Linked DNA regions of Canis lupus: region 2 is linked to region 1. The links are chromatin contacts, called in public Hi-C maps. All regions are on one chromosome and are shown on one strand. Each heading gives the region's core, a stretch centred on a gene start, on an enhancer-like site or on the middle of the called end of the contact. The rest is flanking DNA. Distances are from core to core; before and after follow the strand shown.

The links. A called contact is a pair of places that touch in the nucleus more often than the background predicts.
Region 2: a Hi-C map of blood shows a contact between it and region 1, with 2.9 times the contacts expected there. The contact joins the promoter of GPR3 here to the promoter of IFI6 in region 1. A contact is called at or near these places in 3 of 9 Hi-C or Micro-C datasets (amygdala and blood).

What each region holds. Positions count from the first base shown.
Region 1 is chr2:72,031,402-72,036,985 of UU_Cfam_GSD_1.0, reverse strand. It overlaps IFI6 (interferon alpha-inducible protein 6), which reads right to left and starts at 2,521. Exons shown (of 5, transcript XM_038531397.1): 1 at 2,383-2,521; 2 at 698-798; 3 at 291-377; 4 at 61-210. The coding sequence starts at 767.
Region 2 is chr2:72,277,705-72,283,288 of UU_Cfam_GSD_1.0, reverse strand. It overlaps GPR3 (G-protein coupled receptor 3), which reads left to right and starts at 2,757. Exons shown (of 2, transcript XM_038529641.1): 1 at 2,757-2,878; 2 at 3,946-5,584. The coding sequence starts at 3,954. The coding sequence ends at 4,943. It overlaps LOC111093304 (a long non-coding RNA gene), which reads left to right. Exons shown (of 3, transcript XR_005355923.1): 3 at 1,161-2,591.

The DNA.
Region 1 (5,584 bases), core at 1,272-3,771:
ACACCCACGCGGAGTCCCCCGGCCCCCGCGTCCCCGCCCGAGGGCGCGCCGCCCACTCACCGAGGCTCTGCAGCGTGGCCACCAGCCCCCCGGCGGGCACCCCGCCCGCGTTCGCCACCGCGGACCAGCTCATCAACGAGGCGGCCACCGAGTTGGCGGCGATGCCGGTGCTCATGAAGCCCAGCGCGGGCAGCACGGCGGCCAGGAGCCCTGCGGGAAGAGGCGGCGGTGAGGGGGCACCCGCAGGGGGCGCCCGCCCCCCTCCCCAGCCGGCCGCCCTCCCGACCCACCTCCTCCGACGGCCGTGTAGGTCAGCGCTCTCAGGAACCCGGAGCCTCCGCCTTCCGAGCCATATTCCTTGTCTTTTTTTCTTTTGCCTATCGGGAGGGGACAGCGGGGTCCTCTGTGCCTGCTGCTCAGGACCAGCCCCAACCTCCCATTTCGGGGAGCCTTGCTGCAGGGAAGAGGCTTCACCCGCGGCGCCGCGCCTGGCACGTAAATGCACAGAGCACATTTCGGTGGGATGGAGGGATGGACGTGTAGGGATTCGAATCCGGGACTCTGGCCACAGCGACCCGGGGCTGTGCACTAGAATAGCCCTTCCCGTGTTGGAACCAGGGACCCGAGACCCTCTGTCGGGATTCCGAAACTCTCGGCTTCTTTATCCCGCAGCCCTCGGGTGTGCGCGGATCCCTACCTGCGTCCACCCCGCCGCAGGCGAAGAGTAGCAGGTAGCACAGGAAGAGCGACACCGCCTTCTGCCGCATGGTGGCGCCGCGCGCAGGCTCGGCCACAAGCCTAGAGAAGGGGGAGAGGGAGATGGTCCCCAGTGCCCTTTGGGACGCGCTCGGCAAGAACGAGGTGCTCCGGATGGAGCCCGGGATCCTTCTAAGGAGCCGGGGGCTTTCAGTTTCAGCGTGGCAACAACAGTCACACAGCAAATTGTGCAGCCTAGACACACACTCAACACTGTCAGATTCAAACCTTAGGCTCTTGGGGATCCCTGGGTGGCTCAGCGGTTTAGCGCCTGCCTTTGGCCCAGGGTGTGATCCCGGGAGGGATGGAGTCCCGGGATCGAGTCCCACATCGGGCTCCCTGCATGGAGCCTGCTTCTCCCTCTGCCTGTGTCTCTGCCTCTCTGTGTGTGTGTGTGTCTCTCATGAATGAATAAATAAGTCTTTAAAAACAAAACAAAAAAACACCTTATGCTCTTAATGTTATAGCACAGAATAGGAAAATACATATGCCCCCAAACTTACCTCTGATGTGATCTTTGTCAGCTCAAGGCATTTTCCTTGAATTAAAAACAAATAATCTCCCACATATTGAGGACTTAGCACTTTATGGCACAAGGTTACTTATAACAACTCCATGGGGTATGTACCATTGTTCTCAACCATGTGTTATAGATAAGGAAGGTGAAACTGGGGGAGGTCAAGTAATATTCCTAAGATTGCCCAGCAAGGAAGTCTCAGTCAGGATTTAAACCCACAGTTAACTGATGCCCAAACCCACACTTCTAACAACCACTCCAGATAACTTTATCCCCAAAGATGAATTCACTGTCACATCAGATCCTACATTAAAGGGGTTACAGGGATCCCTGGGTGGCACAGCGGTTTGGCGCCTGCCTTTGGCCCAGGGCTGGATCCTGGAGACCCGGGATCGAATCCCACGTCGGGCTCCCAGTGCATGGAGCCTGCTTCTCCCTCTGCCTATGTCTCTGCCTCTCTCTCTCTCTCTGTGTGTGACTATCATAAATAAATAAATAAATAAATTTATAAAAAAAAAATAAAGGGGTTACAGAAACCGTCCAGTCCTATAGGCAGGTAAGGTAGCTTGGGCTCCATTTTACAGATGACAAACTAAAGCCCAAAGAAATGAAGTGCCACGGTTAAGGCCACAGATTGCTGAGTTGGCACCTATAAACTAAGTTTCATGCCTTTTGGAGTTTTATACCACAAGCCCCTAAAAACCCCAACGCATCTCCTTGGATCAGTCTTAGCTCATGACACTACAAGGGACAAGGCATACCCTCCCTGAGGAATGGGTATCCTGGTTCTCGAGGTATGAGGCCCTGGCAAAGGTTGGCAGCTTGACATCCATTCTCCCTAGCTCCCTTTTTTTTTTTTTTTCAAAGATTTATTTATTTATTTGGGACACACAGAGAGAGACAGACAGACAGAGAGAATAAGTGGTGGGGAGGAGCAGAGGAAGAGAGAGAAGCAGATTCCCTGCTGAACAGGGACCCCCCCCCCCCCCCAGTGCGGGGATGCAGGGTGGGGGCTCGATCCCAGGACCCTGAGATCATGACCTGAGCTGAAGTCAGACACTTAACTGACTGAGCCACCCAGACACCCCTCCCCTAGCTTCTGAGATTACCTTGGAGGAGGGGAGAAGAGGACTCTTCCTTCCAGGAGCCTGATGTTAGATGGGAACAGCAGTGAGGTACAGTGAGGTAGCAGCTCTCTGGCTGCAGGCTGGTTTTATGTAATCACATTTGGACTGCCTCCTCTCCTCCCCCAGGCCACCAACCAATCCTAGTCTGAGTTTTCATTTACTACACTCATCCTGTGTTTTCTTTTCCCTTTCCCTTTCCTTCCACCCGGCTCACTGACAGCATCTCTGCCTAATCCACTGGCAGAAACCTGTAATTGAAGCCAGGGACTTTCTTTTCTTTTCTTTTTTTAAAAATTTTTATTTATTTATGATAGTCACAGAGAGAGAGAGAGAGAGAGAGAGAGAGAGAGAGAAGCAGGCTCCATGCACCAGGAGCCCGACGTGGGATTCAATCCCGGGTCTCCAGGATTGCGCCTTGGGCCAAAGGCAGGCGCTAAACCGCTGCGCCACCCAGGGATCCCCAGAAACATGTAATTGAAGCCAGGGACTTTCTGAACAGCTCAGAGTATTTCAAGCAGACCATGCTAGAGTAGGGATCCACGGCCCTGCTGGGTTTAGTGAAGCCCCACCACCAGCTCCTCTTGGGATGCAGAGGACTTTCACAATTCCATTCATAATAATGCCTCCCATTTATTGAATACTTTCTGCATACCAGGGCCTGTGTAAAATACTCTATATACATGATGTCTTTCCTGTCCCACAACAGTCCTGTGAAGTATCATCTATTGTTTATAATTCTACAGAGGAGATGAAAGCTTGTGGAAATGAAGCTCATTCAATTCCATGTGTTCTCAGGCTGGCTCCTTCTGGGTGATAGGCATCTGGTAAGACCAGTGAAGCCTATATGCATGACACCGTTGGCACACAGGTCCTCTGATCCTGGTAATGGATTGAGTATTCTTTAAACTTTTGGATAGTAATGCTTGCAGACACACTATGGGTAAGAAATACAACCGGTGTTTGGAGTACATAACAATTCCAATGAGGATGAATCATTGCCTTTTCCAAAGTGGAAGGGGGCTGACATAATTGATCTGCCACCAAGTGGCTGGCTGTTGTTCTCTCTGACCTATGTTGCAATACTGAAGCCTACTGCCCGCTGGTTGGCTATATTGGCAGTTGCTGGATTAACTTTGGTGAGAGGGAGTCAAGTTGCAGTGTCCCCTCATAGCCTCCATCTTTGCTACCATGGCCATTCTTTTATGGATCTTTCACAAAGCAATAGAGTTGCTAAGTTAGAGCCTGGTTGACATCCACAATACAGGACAAATGACCATCTGGCTGGACAAACTCCTCTGCAGTAGGTAGTCTCTGGTAAGTCGTTTTTTTTTTTTGTTTGTTTGTTTTTTTTAAGATTTATTTATTTGTTTGTTTATTATTTAATTATTTATTTATGAGAGACACACACAGAGAGAGGCAGAGACATAGAGGGAGAAGCAGGCTTCCTGTGGGGAGCCTGATGTGGGACTCCATCCCGGAACTCCGGGAGTGTCCCTCTGGTGAGTGTTAACATGAGACACAAAGATCCTCATGCCTAATGCCTACTCCTACCTATGCTCCCTATCCAGATATGCTTTTCTTTAAAATTCAAATCTTGCTCTTTCCAAGCCATTTGCCACTTTTAGGAATTAGTGTCTGTCTACACCTCAATTTGTCTCTTGCAAAAGGAGACAAGAGAGCACGCTGCTCATGGTTCTGCGCCTGAGTTTACACTGCCCAAGGCTACCCAACTGGGGCTATAGTAGAGTAGTCCATTTCCAGCTAGTGCCAAAATATCATACTGACCTGTCTGTGAAATGGATTTGACTCCTTTCCTTTTCTATAAATCGATTGCAGGGAATCCTTCATGAGACCATAGGTATGAGTTACAGGAGTGATGTCAGATCAACAGAGATACAATGGGAGTCTGAGCTTCCTGTTCATTTACTTCTGCCTTCTGAATCCTGTGGGTCCAGCCCTGAATATAACACTTCCATCATATTGGATTGCTGCTATTCCTGTCTGATAACATCTAGCTTAAGACATTTAAGTCACCTGGCATCTGGTGGTCACAGTGGGGCCTAGTTTCACATCAGGACTTTTTTGTTTAAATGGACCATGGTTGGGATCCTTGGGTGGCTCAGCGGTTTAGCACCTGCCTTTGGCCCAGGGCATGATCCTGGAGTCTCGGGATGGAGTCCCACACCAGGCTCCCTCCATGGGGCCTGCTTCTTCCTCTGCCTGTCTCTTTCTCTCTCTCTGATTAATAAATAAAATCTTTTAAAAAAATGGACCATGGTGAGTATATCCTTGCTGTAGATCTCAGGGGTCCTCACTGAAACTCTCCTTTTTGAGCTTCCATAGGCTCCCTACAGAAACTTTATCCATCACAGATGCCTCCAGCCACATTCAGGATCATTTCATCCACCGGATTTGGGCTAAACTCCATCTATTACCTGACCTCCATTAGTCCCTACTCTAACCAGAAAGCTGTCAGTATTTTGTGTCTCTTACTTTCTGTGTCAGCTCAGACTCCATGTCTTTAACAGTCTATGAAAATCTTGAATAGTCTTCTCTTTCCAATGCACAGTTACCCAAGCAAATGTCAGCAGATCCCTTTGGGGAAGGATTGGAGGGACATTTACTACTGTAGCGATGATAGCATTCACTGCAGAGTTGTTCCTTAATGGGGCATGGCCTCTCCTGTTTTCAAGTGTTCTGGTTATGTGAACTTAGATCTAGGATCTGGATGAGAGATTGTGATTTTTCCATTTGCGGCAGCTAATGTCAGTCTTCTGCTTATCACCTCTGAGTTTTTTTTTAATATAAAAATTGAGAGGAGCAACTGGCTGGCTTAATCTATAGAGCATGTGACTCTTGATCCCAGGGTTATAAGTTCAAGCCCCATATTGGGTATAGATATTACTTAAAAATAAAATCTTTTAGGCTTTTTAAAAAATTTTTTTAAAGATTTATTTTATTTATTTATTTTAGAGAGAAAGAGAGAGCGCATGCTGTCCATGAGAGTAGAGGGAGGGACAGAGGGAGAAAATCTCAAGCAGATTCCACATTGAGTGTACAGCCTGATATGGGACTTGATCTCACAACCCTGAGATCTTGACCTGAGTTGAAATCAAGAGTTAGATGCTTAACTGACTGAGCCATTCAGATGATAGCAAAATAAAATCTTTTAAATAAATAAAAA
Region 2 (5,584 bases), core at 1,508-4,007, 250 kb before region 1:
AGGGGAGTCTGCTTCTCCTTCTCCCTTTAACCCTCCTCCTGCTTGTTCTCTCTCTCTCTATCTCTCTCTCTCTGTCAAATAAATAAAATCTTTTAATTTTTTTTTAAATAAAGAGCTATTACTGTCACTCAGAATAGCAGAAGACAGTCTCTCATACAACTCTCTCCTGCCAACCTCCCAGCCACCTTTGCTCATCCCAGAGACCCGCTGAGCGGTTGTTGGGATCCAACTCTGATGGAGAAGAGAGCAGATACCTGAGTTCTGGGGGGCCTGATGCCCCTGTATTCTCTCTCTTTGGTACCCCCACCTTTCTTGACACTGTGCATATCACTATTCTTCTCTTTCTCTAGATGCTGCTTTTGACTTTAGGCATCCAGTTGACGAGTATTTGTACGACGCCAGGTGCTGTAGTAGCACAGAATGGAACAAAGTCTCAACCCTCTCAGAGCTTATATTCCGGTGGGGCTGATCCATAGTAAAAAAAGAAAATACATGAAGAAACATATAATTGGAGGAGTGCTAAGCGCTCTGAAAAATAATACATGGAGGAAAGGGGGGGAGAGAGGGATGGAGGGGCGGGGTCACTAGGATAGAGGAAGGGTAGCCTACTGTGGAAGTGATGAAGACAAAGGCCTTGGGATCCCTGGGTGGCGCAGCGGTTTGGCGCTTGCCTTTGGCCCAGGGCGCGATCCTGGAGACCCGGGATCGAGTCCCATGTCGGGCTCCCGGTGCATGGAGCCTGCTTCTCCCTCTGCCTGTGTCTGTGCCTCTCTCTCTCTCTCTCTCTCTCTCTCTGTGTGTGTGACTATCATAAAAAAAAATAAAATAAAAAAGAAGATAAATTATTTAAAAAAAAAAAAAAAGGACAAAGGCCTGAATGAAGGGAAATGGGTTCCAGGCAGAGGGAAGCCCAGGACCCTTTGCAAGGACACACTCACCCACAGTCCCTGCCTTCGATGACAGTGTTCCCTGGGGCTTTTCTTCCCATGCTCTGCTCCCTCCCGAGTAATATCATCTACCCCTAGAAACTCAATTACTACCTGCACACCTATGCCTCCCTGGTGTCATCCTCCTGCCAGATAGACACAGCCAGTGCTGATAACGTGCCAGGCCCTACCAACAATCCTGAGGCAGACACTAACATTATCCCTATCTTACAGATGAGAAAACAGGCACAAAGAGCTGAAGAAATTCACCCGAAGTCACACAGTGAGGAAATGGAGGGTTTCATCACCTCCATCCTGAAACACATCATTTTCCCCAGCCCCTACCCTCTCCTCTTCCTCCCTTGTACCCTGCCACTGGCCTGTCACCTCCTTCCCCCTCCCCACACCTACTGAGGGGACCACAGTGGTGCTGTGCTGGGGGGAGAAGTCAGTGCGGCCTGGGATCTGAGCCCCTCTGGTTTCCTTAATCCCTAACCTGGTCCCTGCCCTCCACCCCCCATCCCAGAGACCTGGATGATTCCTTTGAGGATCAAAGCTAGAGACAGAGGAAAGAGAAGCAGCCAGTTCCTGTCCCCCTGGGCATATCTGTCACCTCTGGAAAAGTCAGCTGGGGTGGTGTATGTCCCTGCTACATAGGACAGGCAGGGCTGGGGAAGATGGAGCTCCTTCTCCTTGCCCCACCCTGTCAGATGCCTAAGATGGGAGGTTGAGAGGGGCCTGCCCTGGGGACTGCGCTGCCAGGTTTTCTGCTTCCAAGTTCTTCCCGGCTCCCCCTCCCCTGCTGCTTCGGGGAAGTGCCCCCTCCACCACCACCACCACCACTATCCTGCTGGCTTTCCAGATCTTTGAATAAATAATTCAGGTTTTGAAATCTTGCCAGGCCCACCCCTCCCGTGCTGAGAGGGCGCTATTGGGCGGACATGAGTGACGTCACCCAGCTCCTTACCCCAGGCCCAGCATCACGAGGACCTGCCCTGGCAGCAGCTCACCTGCCTGGCCACTGTCAGTCCAGACCCTCTACCCTGTCCCTCTCACCCTGGGGCTCATTCAAAACAGTCACCCAGTATCTTCATTCTAGGACCTTACAATCCTTTACACTTTGTTTTGTCACCTCAGTACCTCAGTGACAGGGTCAGGGTGACCTGAGGTCCTATCATCTGGACACTCCACCTTCCCTTTCCCTCGGCAGTGTCTCTGCCCCATGGGATCCCTGAGCCCCATCATGTCACAGTCACCCTGACACTGCTATAGTTGCCCTGGGGGCTTCCTTTTCTATGCATGGCAGCGTCCCTTGGCCACCATCCCCCAAGATCCTGTCACCATGCTCATACTGTCACTGCCACCCACTTCCCTGCTCCCTCGTGCTGCTGTCACCACCACCTCAGGGCCCCATCATCTTGGCAACCCCCGTCATCCTCACTGAGGACGCTCATTCAGCCTCATCACTCGGTCTCCGTCACCCGAATTCCGTCCGTCCCTGCCATCTGAGGGTCCCATCACCCCACAGCCTTTCGGGGTCCCCTATCTGCTTCCCCTTGCATATTCCCTACAACCTCCCCGGGACTTTTCCAAGGCTCTCCCACCTGCGCCCCCCGAAATCCCGGCCCGCAGAGGGCGCCGCGTCAAGGACAGCGCGGGCCGAGTGGGGAGGGGCGGGGCCGCGGCCACGATCGCTTTTTATGAATGGGGGAGCGGGCGGTGCGAGGCCTCATTACTATGCCGCGCAACGCGCGCTGCGCCCCGGCGCGACGCACCCATTGGCCGGCCGGGCCGCTGACGTCACCGGTCCGGTGGCCGGGGGCGGGGCGGGGCGGGGTGACTCACGCCGCTTCTCCCGCGGCCGCGGGGGCTTCTCCGGGTCCGCGCAAACCCTGCGCCGCCGGGACCCGAGCAGAATCTCCCCGCGGCCCGGCCGCACCAGGTCCTGAGAGGTGAGTAGCGGGCCCCGCCGCAGCCACCAGGCATCTGGAAGGGCACGTAGGATGCTGGGGTGCTGGGCCAGCGGACAGGCTCCCAGCGGCTGGCAGAGGTCGGAGGTCGAGGCTGGGAACCCAGAATCTGGGCTAGCAGGCGGGGACCCAGTGTCCGGGTGCTGAGAGCCGTCAGCTGGGTGACCCCTCTTGGGGTGCGCACTCCTCCAAGGCCCAAGGCCCTGGAGGGAATGATGGTCCTCTGCGATTGGGCTGGCAGGAGGCATGTGAGTCAGGGACCCAGGCGTCCGAGCAGGTGTCTGACTTAGGGATCCAGACATACGGGCAGGAGGCCGAGTCAGGCCCAGGATCCAGGTGTCGGGGCAGGAGGGGTCTGACTCAGGGATCCGGGCCTCCAGCAGAGGGTGTCTGTTCCAAAGACCCAGAGGTTGAGGCAGGAAGAGGGGTCTGGCGGGGACAGAAGTCTGGGCCGGTGTGAGTTGGGGGTGGGGCCGAGTTCCTAGGTGGTGTTACCCTGGGAGTGCAGGGTGGGGGCTGGCGGGACCTTCACGCGCCTTCCCTGGGGGCGGAGCCTCGCGGGCGGAACGGAGAATCGTGAGGGGTCTGGAAAGCCTCAGAAACTGAGCGTCATCCTCCCTGATGGGGAGGGAACAGAGCTCAGTCTAGAGATGCGTTTCCCTTCCCCAGTCCCGGGCCTACCTGGCGTCTCCTGGATCCCGTGGGCCCTCATCCACTTACGGGAGTCCTTCATCTGGTTCTCAGCTGGCCAGGCACGTGGGAGAAAGAGGCCTGGAGGACCCAGGGAGTTGGAGAGAGACTGAAGAGACCCAGGACAGTGATAGGAAAATAGGCCCCTGCTGGACTGGGGGCTGGGGGTGGGGGCAGGGGGAGACAGGTATGTCCCAGAAGCAGCCCTGGGGTGTGGCTGGGGGGTACAAGGCCTTGGGACTCAGCTGGGTATCCGGAGGAGACACTCTCACAATGTATCCTGAGTGGCACCTTGTCCCCTACAGACCCCTTTGTAGCACCCAGCCCTGCCAGCTTCTCACAGGGCCTTTCTCCCACAGGTACCACCATGTGGGGTGCAGGCAGCCCCCTGGCTTGGCTCTCCGCTGGCTCAGGCAACGTGAATGTGAGCAGCGTGGGCTCAGCAGAGGGGCCCACAGGCCCAGGCGCACCGCTGCCCTCACCCAGAGCCTGGGATGTGGTGCTGTGCATCTCGGGCACCCTGGTGTCCTGTGAGAATGCGCTCGTGGTGGCCATCATTGTGGGCACTCCCACCTTCCGTGCCCCCATGTTCCTGCTGGTGGGCAGCCTGGCTGTGGCCGACCTGCTGGCCGGCCTGGGCCTGGTTCTGCACTTTGCTGCTGTGTTCTGCATTGGCTCGGCGGAGATGAGCCTGGTGCTGGTTGGCGTGCTGGCGATGGCCTTTACTGCCAGCGTGGGCAGCCTACTGGCCATCACCGTCGATCGCTACCTTTCTTTGTACAATGCCCTCACCTACTATTCAGAGACAACGGTGACTCGGACCTATGTGATGCTGGCCCTCGTGTGGGGTGGCGCACTGGGCCTGGGGCTGCTGCCCGTGCTGGCCTGGAACTGTCTGGATGCGAGGGCCACATGTGGCGTGGTGTATCCACTCTCCAAGAACCATCTGGTGGTCCTGGCCATTGCCTTCTTCATGGTGTTTGGCATCATGTTGCAGCTCTATGCCCAGATCTGCCGCATCGTCTGCCGCCATGCCCAGCAGATTGCCCTCCAGCGGCATCTGCTGCCCGCCTCCCACTATGTGGCCACCCGAAAGGGCATCGCCACGCTGGCCGTGGTGCTTGGCGCCTTTGCCGCCTGTTGGCTGCCCTTCACTGTCTACTGCCTGCTGGGAGATGCCCACTCTCCATCTCTCTACACCTATCTCACTCTGCTCCCTGCGACCTATAACTCCATGATCAACCCCATCATCTACGCCTTCCGCAACCAGGATGTGCAGAAAGTGCTGTGGGCCATCTGCTGCTGTTGTTCCTCTTCCAAGATCCCCTTCCGGTCTCGTTCCCCCAGTGATGTCTAGTCATATCCTGGTGACCCTTCAGCCCTGATCACTACAGAATTCCAGAATGTTAGGTTCTCCAGGGCTTTGTTCCAACGCCCCCCCACCCCACTCTCCCAGCTCCACACCCCCAAGACCCAGCTGGTTCTGGAGTTCTAGGAAATTGGGTGTTTCATAGGATTCTGTCCAGATCCCTACAGGGCCCAGCTGGCTCCATGGTTCTAGAACGTTCTGGTGGCCAGGGTTCCACTCAGAAATGTCCCACAGCCCAGCTGGCTTGGAATTCCAGAATGCTGGTGGGTGTTTTACAGTGCCATTCCAAGTCCCTGATCTTCCCCTCCCTTGACCTTAATCATGTCACTTTACTTTTGAGTTTCTGAACTAAAGAGTCAGAGAGGTTAGTCACTCAGTTGCCTAGATAAGAGAAAGAGAGAAAAATGTATCTATATATATGTGCACATACAAAAAGAGTACCTATTTATAATTTATTTATTTACTTATTTATTTACTTATTTATGGGTGATAAGGGGAAAAAAGAGACCCACACCTTGAAATCCAGGCCATACCAGGGTACCCCCAGTTCCCACACCCCCATTGCTGACCTCAGTTCCTAGAGGGGGAAAAAGGGAGAAAGAGAAACCACGTATTTTGTTATTATTTTT